Linked DNA regions of Mus musculus: regions 2, 3, 4 and 5 are each linked to region 1. The links are chromatin contacts, called in public Hi-C, HiChIP or PLAC-seq, Micro-C and promoter capture Hi-C maps. All regions are on one chromosome and are shown on one strand. Each heading gives the region's core, a stretch centred on a gene start, on an enhancer-like site or on the middle of the called end of the contact. The rest is flanking DNA. Distances are from core to core; before and after follow the strand shown.

Region 1 (2,579 bases), core at 31-2,530:
CTCTCTCTCTCTCTCTCTCTCTCTCTCTCTCTCTCTCTCTCTCTCTCTCTTCCTGTTTTAAAACCAAAAAGCCAACCCTTGCCTGCACAGGATCACCTCCTTCAGTCTTCACAAGGAGAGTACGCCCGCTTGAACCCAGAGTTGTGTGTAGGGTGTGCACATGTGCGGGCATAGCACTCTTATGAGCATGCGCACATTAGGTGTCTGCATAGTGCGGGGTGTGCTCGCGTGTGTGCACATGTTTCTGTATCAGAGACACGTAAGCAGTGTGCAGTTCAGTACAGGACATTAAACAAGCGCTGACAGGTATGTTAATGTTAAAATCTGTAATTCTAACTGATGTTCTGAATTCTTTTTACAATAAAACAACTTGCAGTCGTTTTATAGGTATGAAATATCGCGTTCAAAAGCCACGTTCAGCAAAGTTTACACCAGCATACGCATGGATGTAAGCCCTGGCTAATTTGTCACAGTCAGCAAGTCATTCTAATCACAGACTGCTGGGGAGAAGGTTGGAAGGGGGTCTAGTGCGCACTTGAGATGTGGGGATGCTGGGGGCAGCAGAGATCAAGGACTGACTGATGACGGGACTGGGAGGCGGGCGGGCGGACTAGCCTGAATGATGAACGTGACCAGAGGGAGACTGAAGAACTCAAGAGCTCCAGTCACTACTGCAGGCGCTGCCCAGACCTGCGACCTAGTGTGTCTGCGATTCCAAAGTCCGGAAAGCTTGATAATGTTCCTTCCTTCAACCTAAGGCCACCCGTGCGGGTCAGGATGACTCTTCCAAACCTGACCTGGGCTGGTGCCCTGTGACCCCAGGGGCACTGAGGCGCGGTTCCTACGGGGGCCCTGGGTGCCTGGCAGGTGCTGGCTGTGGCCTGGAACATCGCCAGGAAGTGCGCTGGCTCTGCAGGCTTCACCCGGGCAGTACAGAGGAGGCGGGGGCGGGGGGGGGGGTATGCTGTTCCAGGAGAAGAGCAGCTGGACTGCGGGGACCCGATTACCCGCCACTCCCCACCCCGGGCTCCAGATGTAGAGCTGAGACCCTCCTCAGTGCTCACGCAGCCACCTCACAGCCAGATCTCCCATGGTCTCTCACTTCCACGCCAACCACTACCTACAGGAGCCAGGCGGGGCAGAGGCCTTCAGATGCCCGGGGCGTGCCCTGCCCAAGGCGCCCGCTTGCCTTCCTACCTGTCTCTTGAAGCCCTGGAGCCGCCTTATCGGTGCCCAGCCTGGGTCAACTGTCAACTTCTCCAGCACCGACTACGAAAGCCAGGGGAGGGGAGGTTGGACTTTCTTTCCCCGCGGCTGGCTGGTTTCCTCCCCGCCCCATCTTCCCCCACCCAGTCGGCTGACACCCACCTCCAATCCCTGAAGGAGCACGGTGCCCCCACCGAGAGGCCCCGGGTACCCAGCATTGCCCCATGCCTCCTCCTTTTGGGTTCCTGCCAAGGCTTTGCTTATTCTTAAAACCTGTGGGCTCTGGGTCTTGGGTCTGAGCCAGCCACCTTTTCAGTCCCACTTCCGGTGCCCCAAGCTCTCCAGGTCTTTGTCAAAACCCCTCCTCGCTACACCAATCTCGCACCGACACACCTGGGTGTCCAACCACCTTCTGAATTTTATACTTTGGCTACAATCAGTTCACATTCACAGACAGACAGACAGACAGACAGACAGACAGACAGACAGACAGGAGAGAGAGAGAGAGAGAGAGAGAGAGAGAGAGAGAGAGAGAGAGAGATTCCCCATCACTATGAATTTACCTCATCCCTTTCCCGCTTTTGAAGCCTCTCCACTCACTCCATCCTGATCCTAGCGGCTGCAATTCCAATGGAGCATGGCAGTAAAAATCTGTGTAGATCGGCTGTGAGTTGAGGCTGGGTAACCACTGTAGCCACAGCCCTGGGCACCAGCTAGCATCAGAGCTATAGGCTCTTACCACTTCCACTTGTGGCAAATTTAATTTCCTTCCTGCTTTTACACCACCACCACCACAGTACCCCCCCCCTCCACACACACACAAATCAAGACATTTCCTTGCCAAACATTCCTTTTCAGAAAACAGAGTTTATTCATCCCTAGAAAAGGGCCTTGGCCCCGGGCCTGTGGAGGTCACAGAAAGAAGCGGGGCTCCTTGCTGACCCTGACCCTGTCACTTCTCTGGCTTTTCTGCCTCCTTCAGAGTTGGGTTGGTGTTTGCACTGAGGGAAGCAGGAAGCTCTTTATATTTCCCAGTGCAGGAGGGGACAGAGACCTGGTTTCAGGGCCCAGGAACACGGGGATTCTTGGATAAAGATGAACTTGGCAGCAAAGGGAGTGATGTGACTTAGAACCTCCCTAGAAAAGGAAAATGTTTCTTCACTCACAATCGACACACACACACACCGCACCACCACCACCCCCCCCACCCCCGCCTCCATCTCCGACCTTCCTGAACTAGGTCAAAGGTCCTTGTTAAAAAAAAAAACGGCAGGAAAAGGTTTCTCCTACTGCAGAAGGCTGGGGCAGCTACGAAGCAACCTTTTCTGATGGTTTTGGTTTGAGGGCTCCTTTTCAGATGCCTGGACTTGGAC
Region 2 (2,579 bases), core at 36-2,535, 250 kb after region 1:
AATCATCCTTGGCTATATGGCAAGTGTGAGCCAGAATGGAATATATGAGACCATTGTCAGAAAGGGAGGGAGGGAGAGAGAGAGAGAGAGAGAGAGAGAGAGAGAGAGAGAGAGAGAGAGAGAGAGAGAGGAAGGAAGAGAGAAAGAAAGAAAGAAAGAAAGAAAGAAAGAAAGAAAGAAAGAAAGAAAGAAAGAAAGAAAGGAAGGAAGGAAGGAAGGAAGGAAGGAAGGAAGGAAGGAAGAAAGAAAGGCTGGGCAGTGGTGGCACATGCCTTTAATCCCATCACTTGGGAGGCAGAGGCAGGCAGATTTCTGAGTTCAAGGCCAGCCTGGTCTAAATAGTGAGTTCCAGGACAACCAGGGGAACACAGAGAAACCCTATCTCAAAGCAGCAGCAGCAGCAGCAGCAGCAGCAGCAGCAGCAGCAGCCGCCGCTACCGGGTTTGTAGGCACAAGATGGCTCAGTGGATAAAGACAATTGATGCCCAACGTGATTGCCCATTGTGATTGCCTGAGTTTTATCCCTGGAATCTACAAGGTAGAAGGAGAGAGCAGGCTTGTTCTCCCACCTTCACAAGTTTCTTGTGGCATGCACTTGTCCCTCTCCATGCAGGCAAATAAATGGGAAAAAAACCGAAACGCAGCTTTGCACTTAAGACTGTATGCCAAGGAGCTGACTAGCCTGTATTCAAAGTTTTGTTCTTTCACAGTTTCACATTAGTTGTGGGACCTTGGAGATGTTGCTTAGCATCCATTAACCACAGTTTTCCCATTTGAAAGGTGAGGAGACTAAGTCCCCGCTATGAGGAATAGACATCCTTAGATTGATCAAGTAAAAGCACTTGGACCTGCGCCCGGCCCAGGGTGAGCACTCAGGAATTTCCTGACAAGGATCCCAGAGCTTTTCTCACAGGCACAGCTGGACCCCATGAGAACAGACTGGGGAAGCGCAGGAAAATGTCCGGGGGTGGGGGTAGGGGGTGGGGTTGGGGTAGGGGGGTTCTGGCATCTGTTTTCCCACCAGGAGGCATGAGTGTGACTCTTCCAACACATAGCCTAAAACTGAGACCAAACCTGTTCCCCTGCCTCAGAAGCTCATCTGATCTCCAGGATGGAAGTTCCTGCAAGATAAGCTCCTCTTTGTATAAAAGGCATCTCCTGCTACCTCTAATTTCTAATGGGGGAGGGAGGCTGACTCATTTTCTGGAACTAAATAAGCATTCGTTCCCACTAGCCTCATAGCATGAGTGCCACCGTTAATGAGCTGCAGTGTTGCCCGTTGCTGTAGGCATCATTAGAGAAACCCCAGCAGAGGTCTGTTTATTGCCAGGGGAGGTATCAGAGGCAGAGAAAGCACAGCTGGGGCTCCCAGTGCCCAGCACATGTGCAGTTTGGGAGGCTGGAGTAATCACCCTCAGAGTTGTGGAGTCAGGACATATATTCCAAGAGGAATAAAACCGGGTGAGATAGAGGGTTTTGCTTGCACAGGGTGATTTGGTGTGTGTGTGTATGTGTGTGTGTGTGCGCGTGTGAGTGTTGGGCCAGGGTGGCTAGAACCATTTCTTAGGTTCTGAAAGTCTGAATACCTCAAGGAACTAGGGTAGTGAAATTGAAAGTACAGATAGGTGCTACGGGAGTTGTTAGCTGATCAATGTCCAGCCCCGGATCTGGTGTCCTAGGTCAAGATTGTGCTCAGTAAATGTGCATTGCAGGTGACGTAGACTGGCAGAGCTATTGGGGACAGCCCATCAACTTGGGCTTACACAGGACAACGCAGGACAACATATACACACTATACACGACAAAATCCACTGCTCTCTTCGCTGTGAGGCTGAACAAGTCTGCGGAGGTGCTTACGTCATGCCCTGACAGTTGGCAGAGAATACCAACTTTGCATCGAACATCCACCCTTCATAGAACATGACCCAGCTTCCACAGGATAGTTACCAGGTGATGGATTTAGATGTGGCTGCCTTTGTCTGGGTTGGTCTGCATGAGCTTGCTATGATTGCTGTTAACAACATGTCACAGACTGGATGGTGGCAGACAGCAGAAATTAAATTTCCCACAGTTTGGAAAGGTAGAAGTTCAAGTCATTGGGAGATTTGACTTTTTATTTTATTATTTTATTATTTTGAAAATATCTATTTATTACATGTAAATACACTGTAGCTGTCTCCCAACACACCAGATCTCATTACAGATGGTTGTGAGCCACCATGTGGTTGCTGGGAATTGAACTCAGGACCTCTGGAAGAGCAGACAGTGCTCTTAACCACTGAGCCATCTCTCCAGCCTGACTTTTTATTTTTATTTCTTTTCTTTTCTTTTTTAAAAAGGACTTATATATTATATGTAAGTACACTGTAGCTATCTCCATACATCCCAGAAAGGGGTATCAGATCTCATTACCGATGGTTGTGAGCCACCATGTGGTTGCTGGGATTTGAACTGAGGACCTTTGGAAGAGCAGTCAGTGCTCTTACCTGCTGAGCCACCTCTCCAGCCCTTTATTTTTACTTCTGAGGCTTCTCCCCTTGGCTTTGCAGCCTGGACTTTCCTCTGTAGGCAAACAACCC
Region 3 (2,579 bases), core at 21-2,520, 220 kb before region 1:
CACCCAGTACTACTCCAAGCAAGCACTCTACCAACGGAGCCACACCCTCTAGCCCAAGTGTATGAAGCTTGTCTCAATGTCAGAATACTAATGGCTTCTCCTGAGAGTTCTTTCCCCCATCACTGCCTGAGAGTTCTGTTGATTCTCCTGCCTCCTTTGCTGGAACCTCCATATGCAGCTAAAAACCAAGAAAAATTAAAAATATTGGAAACTTCGTAGAAGAGTGCTTGCCAAGTTTGAGTTCCCACACTGCCACAAGAAAAGACAGAAGACATTCTAAAAGAACATTAGGGGATGTGGGTGTAACACTGCGGACTTTATTATTAGGAGCCTCTCCCCTTGTCTTATGATGCCCTTTTAATTTAGCAGCGGAATTGAAGGACCAGCTTCAGGCAAACAGCATCACTATAACAGGCTTCTTCCGGTCCAGTCCAGTCCAGTCCAGTCCTATCTCCTTCCCACCAAGTCCTAGATCATTTGGAGCTACCCTTTTCTTCACTTCTGAGTTCGAGGCCAGCCTGGTCTAGAGTGAGTTCCAGGACAGCCAGGGCTATACAAGAAACCCTGTCTCAAAAAAAACCAAAAGCAAACAAACAAACAAACACCCACAGGGAACTTTGAGCAAAGGGAAATGTGGAGGGCTGCTCACCTGGGGGCAGGAAGAGCGTGGCGCGCACCCGGCCCTCTCGTACGGGCACGCGCCGCACCCCGGGAGCCAAGAAGTGACGCTCGTGCACCGCCTGCGCCAGCCGCTGCCCGCCATCGGGCTCGTGTCCGTCCAGCACCTCCAGCTCCACCAAGAAGGGCGTCTGCACGTCGCGCTTGATCAGGCGCCAGAGAGGCCGTTCGGGCTCCATGGCCCAGAGCAGCCCCATGGGCTCGAGCCCCGAGAAGCTGCCGCCCAGCGCGGGCGCGCGCGCCAGGTTCAGCTCGCCGCCAGCGTCGGCGCGGTAGCGCGCGTGGGCTCGGAAGAGCGCGCCCTTCTCGTCGCGCAAGGCAGAGCGCAGCGTGACGGGCTGCTCGGGGGCCAGGCCGCGCACGGCGATGCTCAGCGGCTCGTCCCAGCAGCTGCGGCCCTCGGGCTCTACGCTCAGCGTCGCATTTGTCCGCGCCCAAGTGGTCCGGCCACCAGTGCTGAGCGGCGGAGGTACAAACAGCCGCGCCCAGCTCTTCCAATCCTGTTGGCACAACCTGCTTGCTCTCAGGACAGCGAAAGACGAGGCCACCATTTTGCGTCGTTGACTTCAGCCCTCGGTTCCGCAGAGAAAGTTAAGAGATCCTCTAGTGGCCAGCTGCCTGCCTGCAGTCCTTAGACTGAGCTGTGTGCTTGCTGAGCTGGGAGGATCACAGAGCAAAGCAAGCAACAAAAGCAAAAGTAGTAGTGACGCTTTGACTAAGGCGTCTGTGCGTTAAGACTCCGTTATATCCGGAACCTAGCACTGTTTTTCAGGTGCTCTTTACCCCATGAAAAGTGGGCTGGACCAGGGCTCGCTCTTAAAAGCCTCTCACCCAATGAAACCTCCAGTCGCCAAATTCCTAAGGTTGCAGAGTCAAGAATGTGAGATTGCAATTGAGTTTCATCACGTCCTAGAGTAATAGACACTCGTTACTAATCTTAGGACTGTTCTTTCAAAAACGTGCATCATGATATTTTGTTTGTGTGCTGTTTGCGCGTGCTTAGTCTACACATTAATGTCCATGTCCAATGGCCTTAATGTCTCATGGGCTGTGTGACCCTTTACCTACATTCCACACTCGTGTAAAAATAGTCAAATGATGTCATAGTTTACATTGAGCTCGTCTTTTGACCCTCTAGGCAAACACTTTTTCCTACTCATCCCGGATTTTACACATTTCCCAAGTGTTATATAAGCTATTGCTTCCAATCAGTGATTTTTTTTTCTTCCAAGGCCTTAAACCTTACAAGGATTATTGCACATCTTTATTATTACAGAAACCTGAGACTATATAAGTTGTATTTGTCTCTGTTCCTAAGAAGACAACTGTGTTAGATTTTGTTTACTTGACCCAAACTAGAAACACCTTGGAATAGGCAGGGATCCTCACTTGGGGCAATGCCTGTATCATATTGGCCTATGTGTCACTGATGGTTTGTGTGGGAGGACCTAGCCCACTGCGGGAGGTTCCACGCTGGGCAGGTCAGCTAGATTTTATTAGAAAGCTGGGGGTGGGGATGGGGCCTGGAGAATTAGCTCAGAGGTTAAAAGTACAGGCTGTTCTTCCGAAGGACTTGAACTCATTTCCCTCAGCCATAAGGGAGCTCACAGCATTCTGCAAGTTCAACTCTAGGGATCAGAGACATACAAACGGTGTGTGTGTGTGTGTGTGTGTGTGTGTGTGTGTAGGGAAACAAGTCATTGCTCCCCTGTGGTTCACGCCCCCTGCTTGAGTTGCTGTTTGACTTTCCTCAGGAAATGAATGCCAAATACACCTTTTCCTCCGCTAGCTGTTTTTGGTCGGAGTTTTATCACACTTATAGAAAAAGCAGGCTAGGGTATCTACCTTGAAGATCTTGCCCAGGCAAAACTTTTCACCGAGTTTCAAATGACCTCGCACCG
Region 4 (2,579 bases), core at 37-2,536, 160 kb before region 1:
GAGATTTAGCAACTTTCCTAATTAATCAACTGGAACTTTCCTACAGGTACAGTTAGTTTGTAAATGGCAGAACCAAAATTATTAATGACTATGGTGTGGGTGAGTGTTAGGCTCAAGAGGGCATAAGTTCAAGTGGTACATACCTTGCAGTCCCAATACTTAAGCAGCTAAGGGAGAAGTGTCATTAAACTGCCATTAAACTATGACAGTCTGGCCTACATAGTGAGAACAGGTCTCAAAACAAAGCAAGAAGGGTCCAAGTTTAAATTTACTCTCTTGTAAGGCTCCATGTGGCTGGGGTTTGAGAGTTCTCAAAGGCATTCTGCTTGAGCAATCTTTGGAAAATAGCCATGTTTCCAGGAAACTCTCTGCACGCATGTAAAACAGGGATGGACAAACCTTTAAATGGTGCTAAGTACTTTGCTTGGCCCACTCCCTGCTGTAGAAGAATAGCTGGTCCGCCCAGAGATTTGGTGATAGTAACTAGGGCCCCCTTTCAATAGCACAATGGCAGCATTATGAGCTGACACCTTACCCATTTTATAAATAAGCACACTATAAGCACATCATTTTTCTTGAGGATGAAAATGAGTATTTACTAGTAAGGCATGGTATGGCATTAAAAAAAAAATCACAGGGGCTGGAGAGATGGCTCAGTGGTTAAGAGCACTGACTGCTCTCCCAGAGGTCCTGAGTTCAATTCCCAGCAACCTCATGGTGGCTCACAACCATCTGTAATGGGATCGGATGCCCTCTTCTGGTGTGTGTCTGAAGAGAGTGACAGTGTACTCATATACATAAAATAAATACATCTTTAAAAAAAAATCCCAGGCATCTGGAACAGAAAAGCAAACAGCTCTGCCCATGAGAACGGCCCCTTCCACACTCTCCCCCACTTTGCCTTCTCATCCACAAACCAGTCTTGAACTTTGAAGCCACAGTGCTCAGTTCCAGCACGGGAAAAACGGCTTGGCACTTCCATCTATTAGAAGTTCTTCTGCTTGGGATGGTAAAATCATCTTTTGCCTTGTGTTCAGCCAGAGGTCACCTTTATGAAGACATGTCCTTGGCTTGGCTACATAAATCTGTCCTTCCTTTGTCAGCTCTGACCAGCTGCCAGAGCAGCAGTCTTTGAACTTGGGGAGGCTTCCCAAGAAGATACGGAACAAGAGCCTTATAGAATGCATCCCAGGCACTTTTTTCCTTTAACGAGTGAGTGGCAGACACTGCACTTTACCTATCAGTGCACTTAAGCAAGCCAGTGTAAAGTCCACAGGCAGCACTGGGAGGGGGCAGCCTCCGGAGGGGAGGGCTGGCTCAGCGCTCTCCTGGGCTCCCAGACCAGTTTTCTGTCTCTCATGGCGGCTTCTCTCTTGCTTTCTCTTCTTCTTTCCTCAGGTCTTTCTCCTCCCCAAGCCCCTCTTTTCTTCCTAACTCTTTCCACCTTGTTAACTACTTCTTATCAGTAATCTTGCCTCCAGTGGCTGGCGGGGCGGCAGGTAACTCTGGCCCTGGTCTGCTCCCACCGCAACTTACTTCTCTAGCCCATCTGGAACTGGAATTGTGTCTAGAAAAGGGGGATCGGAGGATTGAAGACTTCCACAGGCAAGACATAGAGCTTATCGAAGGTGGGATTTGGCTCTTTAGACCAAAAAGCAAGCAAACAAACAAGCAAATAAATAAAATAAAAACCAAAAGCAAAAAAAAAAAAAAAAAAATGCCCAAAACAACAACAAAAAAAAAACCCAACCAAACAAACAATCAAAAACAACAACAACAAAACAAAACCCAAAACTAAACAAAAGAAAAAGAAAAAGAAATGAACGGAGACTTGAGTGTTGAATGTTGCTCTGTAAGAAGAAGGTAGAGAGGAAATGCCTTAGAGCCCATGAAGGCCTGGGCTTCTACTGTACCCCTCAGATATCAGGGTACCACAGTGAGTCCCCCATTTTGCACTCAGTTGGTAGAGTCACATTTGAGTCACATTAGAGTCACATTTGCCGCTAGCATACCTGCCATCATGGTCTGAATCAAGAGGTTCTGAACAGATAGCATCTACAGCAACCTCCACAGGCAGCCATACCAAACACAGAGCTGCAGACAAGCAGGCTCCAGGGCTCTTGATTTCTAAGAGGCCCTGTGGGGGGCTGGGAGTGCTGGAGAAGTACACAGAGCAGGGAGGCGAAGCAAGGGGCAATGGTAGCAGGCTAACCCCATGTGGATAAAACCAAAGACTTCGAGCAGTTTTGTTAACCCAACACCCTTGGTTAGTTCTAAGTGTGCATCTTAAAGCCTTCCTTCTTTCAACTTTTCTTCTTCCTGCTGGTTGTACACATTTATTTTAATTTTCCTCTTATTTTACAAAGGGGAACCTTGGGAAGTAGATGGGTAGGAGCGACCCAGGACAAAAGCTTGTTTTTAGTGGTTGAGATAATGAGTGGCTGACCTTTGTGGCAATTATTCACCAACTTTTGTGATAGCAGTCTGAGTTCCTAAACTTAGTGGTCGAGTCCCCTTCTCGAGACTGCCCTAATTCTATGTTCTGTATGGCACCTCATCACTGTGGCTGTGCAAGGGCC
Region 5 (2,579 bases), core at 44-2,543, 170 kb after region 1:
AAATAATCTGGCAAAGCTACACACAGCCACAGAGGCAGTCTTAGGGATAAAACCTTTGTCATGCCAACCAACCTCAGGCTTATTTAAAACTTGTTAGCTTAACTTTTATAAAATCCCTTCTTCTCCATACACCATCTTATTTCTGGTAAACACTTTTTAATGTGATTGTAGATGGCTTAGTTCTTATTATCCTGGTTGGTGATGTGGTACAGGTAAAAAAATAAAAAGTTCATCCAGGTTTGCCGCTGTTGGCTCTGTGTCATGAAGAGTTAATTTTCAGCAATATAATCCGTATACATAGCTCATTCACTATTTTGTAGATTTGGCTTAACTATTGATCTAATTATGTCCTGAGATCTATGAGTGTCCTCTTGAATCAGAAGATGAGGTCTTATCCAGTGTTGTCAATAATTTGCTGTGTACCTTGGCAAGTAACCTAACCTTAGTTTTCTCTCTCAGGTTAACCATTATCAAGATAAAAATCATATGTTAAGATTGGCAGAGCCATCAGAAATTACACAGCAAAATTCCTTTATTTTATGGAAGGACTGAGTGATTTACCCTACCAACCTATGTAGTTAGTTTTCCTAGGCATTACAGACCAGTATCTTTTCCATGCATTGTATTTTCTCTCAATATTGTCTCAAGAAATAAATGAGAAAAAAGTGAAAGTACTAAACAAATATAAAGCTATTATTAAAAAAATCAGACAATAGTATTACAGACACTGTTATCTTAAATTTTATTGGAGTGTGTACTGTAACTATTCTGCACAATATAAAAATTAGAAGTTATGATGTCTATGTATGGAAAAAGGCAGAAAAGGAATAAGGCTGGAACAAAATTAACAGTTGATTAACTTTGAAGGGAAAACAAAACAGCCTCAAGCATAGTAATATCCTCTCAATGTTTACTGGTATTTTTCCACTTTGAGCATTTCTGAAGGAAAGATGTACAATAATAATGTGCCGTGCCATTTCCTGGTTATATAGAACATCATATCTTTTGTTTAATTTACAATACTCCTTCCCGGGCCACTGCCCTAAACTAGTCGCTGCAACCTGCAAAAACCTCAGCCCCGGCCGAGACTCTAAGTCCCGAAATGCTTTCAGGCTTGTCTGTCCCGCCTATTCGCAACGACGATGCTTCCATCGGGAATTGTAGTCATGTGGAGCTTGTATTTCAGGGCTGTAGGGCAGAACGACAATCCCCCCAAAACTACAACTCCCAAAAGGCCGCAAGCGCCCTTCCCGCTCCCCGTCGTCGCGCTCCGCCCCTGGCCGCTCCTCCCTAGCTGGGCTGCGCTGTTCATGCCTTCCTGTTGGTCTGAGCTGGGAGAAGTTCACTCTGATCAGCTGATTCCAACTGACAACAAGAGAGGAGGAAGCCTGGGAGGCAGCAGAGGAGGAGGGGGCGGAGATGGAGCTGAGGATGGATCCGCCGGGGCCCTAGAGCAGCCCGGGTCCTGTCGGCAATCCGCGTCCCCCACACCGCCTTGCCTTGGCCGAACTGCTCCGGGTGGGCTCTGTGGGCCGCGGCGGAGAGGGCGGGGGCGCCTTGGCCCAGCCCCGGGCGAGTGCTGGTCCCGGGGCTCCCTCCAGTCGCTCCTAGGAGGAAGGGGGGACGGGTGCGGCTCGAGTGGGGGTGGGGTGGCATAAACAATGGATTCGGCTCCGGGATGTGCGGGTTTGTGTGAAATTTGGGGGGCCTTCTTTGTTCTTCGTCTCCGCTGCCACCCCTTGGGTTGTGGTGGTGGTGTCCGGGAGCAAGGTGGGTGAGGGACCCTGGATTGGAGAGAGGCGTCGAGGTTTGGGGGGGGGGGGTTTGCTCCGAGTGGCATATTGTTTGCTTGGCCTGGTGGTGGTGAGGGTCAGCTGTTCTTTTGAAGGTTGGTTTTCTGTTTTTCTTAGTAGTGACAAGTTTTGATTTTTGTTTCCCTTTTGGGAGCTGACTGGACACGTCTGAGGTTAAGGTGAAAATAAGGTCCCCTGGTTACTCCCTTGCCTTGTTTATCTGAAGATCAGATGGATAGATTGGCTACTGAAAGGGAGGAGTGAATATCTGAAAGGAGGACTTTACACTTGGTTGTGCTCTTGGAATAGGAGGCAAAGGTAGGGAGAATTAGGAGTGTAGTTACGTTAGTGACCCAAAACCCCCTTTCCTGTCTTCCCAAGTTTTTGACTTGGTTTGTTTTGTTTTAAGTGTTTGAGTGACAAGAGAAAATGAGTTGTTTTGACTCACTGTAGGGCCTGGCTCTACTGTGCGCCTAAGTGCTGGAATTCTGCCTCCTGTTGCTGCCGGTTCTCTTCCTCTGTAGAGAGGAGGCACAGGAGGAAGCTCAGTAGTTGTCTTACTGTTTTTGAAAATGAAGTTGGGACTATTGTTGTCAATTTTAGAGTCCTTACTAGACCTTTGCTCGACTAGAGCTGAGAGAGTCCATTTTATAAGGATAATTGGGTTTGTAGAGGTCTTTGAGGGTGGTGTGAATTTATTGTTACAATATTTTTCTTAGCTTTTTACAGACCTCCTTTTCCATTTCTCATATATAAGGAGCAGGTGCAGAGGGCTTAGCCTCCTAA

Evidence for each region. Promoter capture Hi-C pulls out the DNA fragments that hold promoters and counts their contacts. A called contact is a pair of places that touch in the nucleus more often than the background predicts. HiChIP or PLAC-seq counts read pairs in DNA pulled down with a chosen protein or histone mark.
Region 2: a Micro-C map of the G1E-ER4 cell line shows a contact between it and region 1. The contact joins the enhancer-like site here to the promoter of Papln in region 1. A contact is called at or near these places in 1 of 39 promoter capture datasets (embryonic stem cells), 2 of 15 datasets of contacts at CTCF or cohesin (embryonic stem cells and pro-B cells), 14 of 484 Hi-C or Micro-C datasets (the G1E-ER4 cell line, the HL-1 cell line, the N1E-115 cell line and 1 more), 1 of 115 datasets of contacts at active chromatin or transcription factors (embryonic stem cells) and 1 of 9 other capture datasets (embryonic stem cells).
Region 3: an HNF4G HiChIP or PLAC-seq map of pancreatic cancer cells shows a contact between it and region 1, with 9 times the contacts expected there. The contact joins the promoter of Acot2 here to the promoter of Papln in region 1. A contact is called at or near these places in 1 of 39 promoter capture datasets (the SN4741 cell line), 1 of 115 datasets of contacts at active chromatin or transcription factors (pancreatic cancer cells) and 3 of 9 other capture datasets (adipose tissue, liver and pancreatic islet).
Region 4: a promoter capture Hi-C map of liver shows a contact between it and region 1, with 6 times the contacts expected there. The contact joins the enhancer-like site here to the promoter of Papln in region 1. A contact is called at or near these places in 18 of 39 promoter capture datasets (the 3T3-L1 cell line, 3T3-L1-derived adipocytes, the C10 cell line and 11 more), 2 of 15 datasets of contacts at CTCF or cohesin (pro-B cells and stem cell-derived epiblast-like cells), 14 of 484 Hi-C or Micro-C datasets (8-cell embryo, the G1E-ER4 cell line, Sertoli cells and 4 more), 13 of 115 datasets of contacts at active chromatin or transcription factors (the NIH/3T3 cell line, the SCID.adh cell line, bone marrow-derived macrophages and 5 more) and 3 of 9 other capture datasets (adipose tissue, embryonic stem cells and liver).
Region 5: a contact with region 1 is called in a Hi-C map of uterus. The contact joins the promoter of Zfyve1 here to the promoter of Papln in region 1. A contact is called at or near these places in 1 of 484 Hi-C or Micro-C datasets (uterus), 1 of 115 datasets of contacts at active chromatin or transcription factors (embryonic stem cells) and 1 of 9 other capture datasets (adipose tissue).

What each region holds. Positions count from the first base shown.
Region 1 is chr12:83,762,335-83,764,913 of GRCm38.p6, reverse strand. Papln (papilin, proteoglycan-like sulfated glycoprotein) reads right to left here and starts at 1,280. Exons shown (of 27, transcript NM_130887.3): 1 at 1,198-1,280.
Region 2 is chr12:83,511,682-83,514,260 of GRCm38.p6, reverse strand. No RefSeq gene overlaps it. Among named protein-coding and RNA genes, the nearest start is that of Dcaf4, 7.5 kb to the left of the region's middle. Within about 2 kb of position 1,285, at least 24 of the 459 cell types and tissues checked have an H3K27ac peak or open chromatin away from gene starts, as enhancers often do. A contact at or near this core is called in the G1E-ER4 cell line and the N1E-115 cell line, where this site is marked.
Region 3 is chr12:83,986,552-83,989,130 of GRCm38.p6, reverse strand. It overlaps Acot2 (acyl-CoA thioesterase 2), which reads right to left and starts at 1,270. Exons shown (of 3, transcript NM_134188.3): 1 at 650-1,270. The coding sequence starts at 1,229.
Region 4 is chr12:83,924,033-83,926,611 of GRCm38.p6, reverse strand. All of the region lies in intron 1 of Gm31386 (a long non-coding RNA gene), which reads right to left. Among named protein-coding and RNA genes, the nearest start is that of Gm31386, 3.4 kb to the right of the region's middle. Within about 2 kb of position 1,286, at least 16 of the 459 cell types and tissues checked have an H3K27ac peak or open chromatin away from gene starts, as enhancers often do. A contact at or near this core is called in liver, where this site is marked.
Region 5 is chr12:83,595,936-83,598,514 of GRCm38.p6, reverse strand. It overlaps Zfyve1 (zinc finger, FYVE domain containing 1), which reads left to right and starts at 1,293. Exons shown (of 12, transcript NM_183154.4): 1 at 1,293-1,518.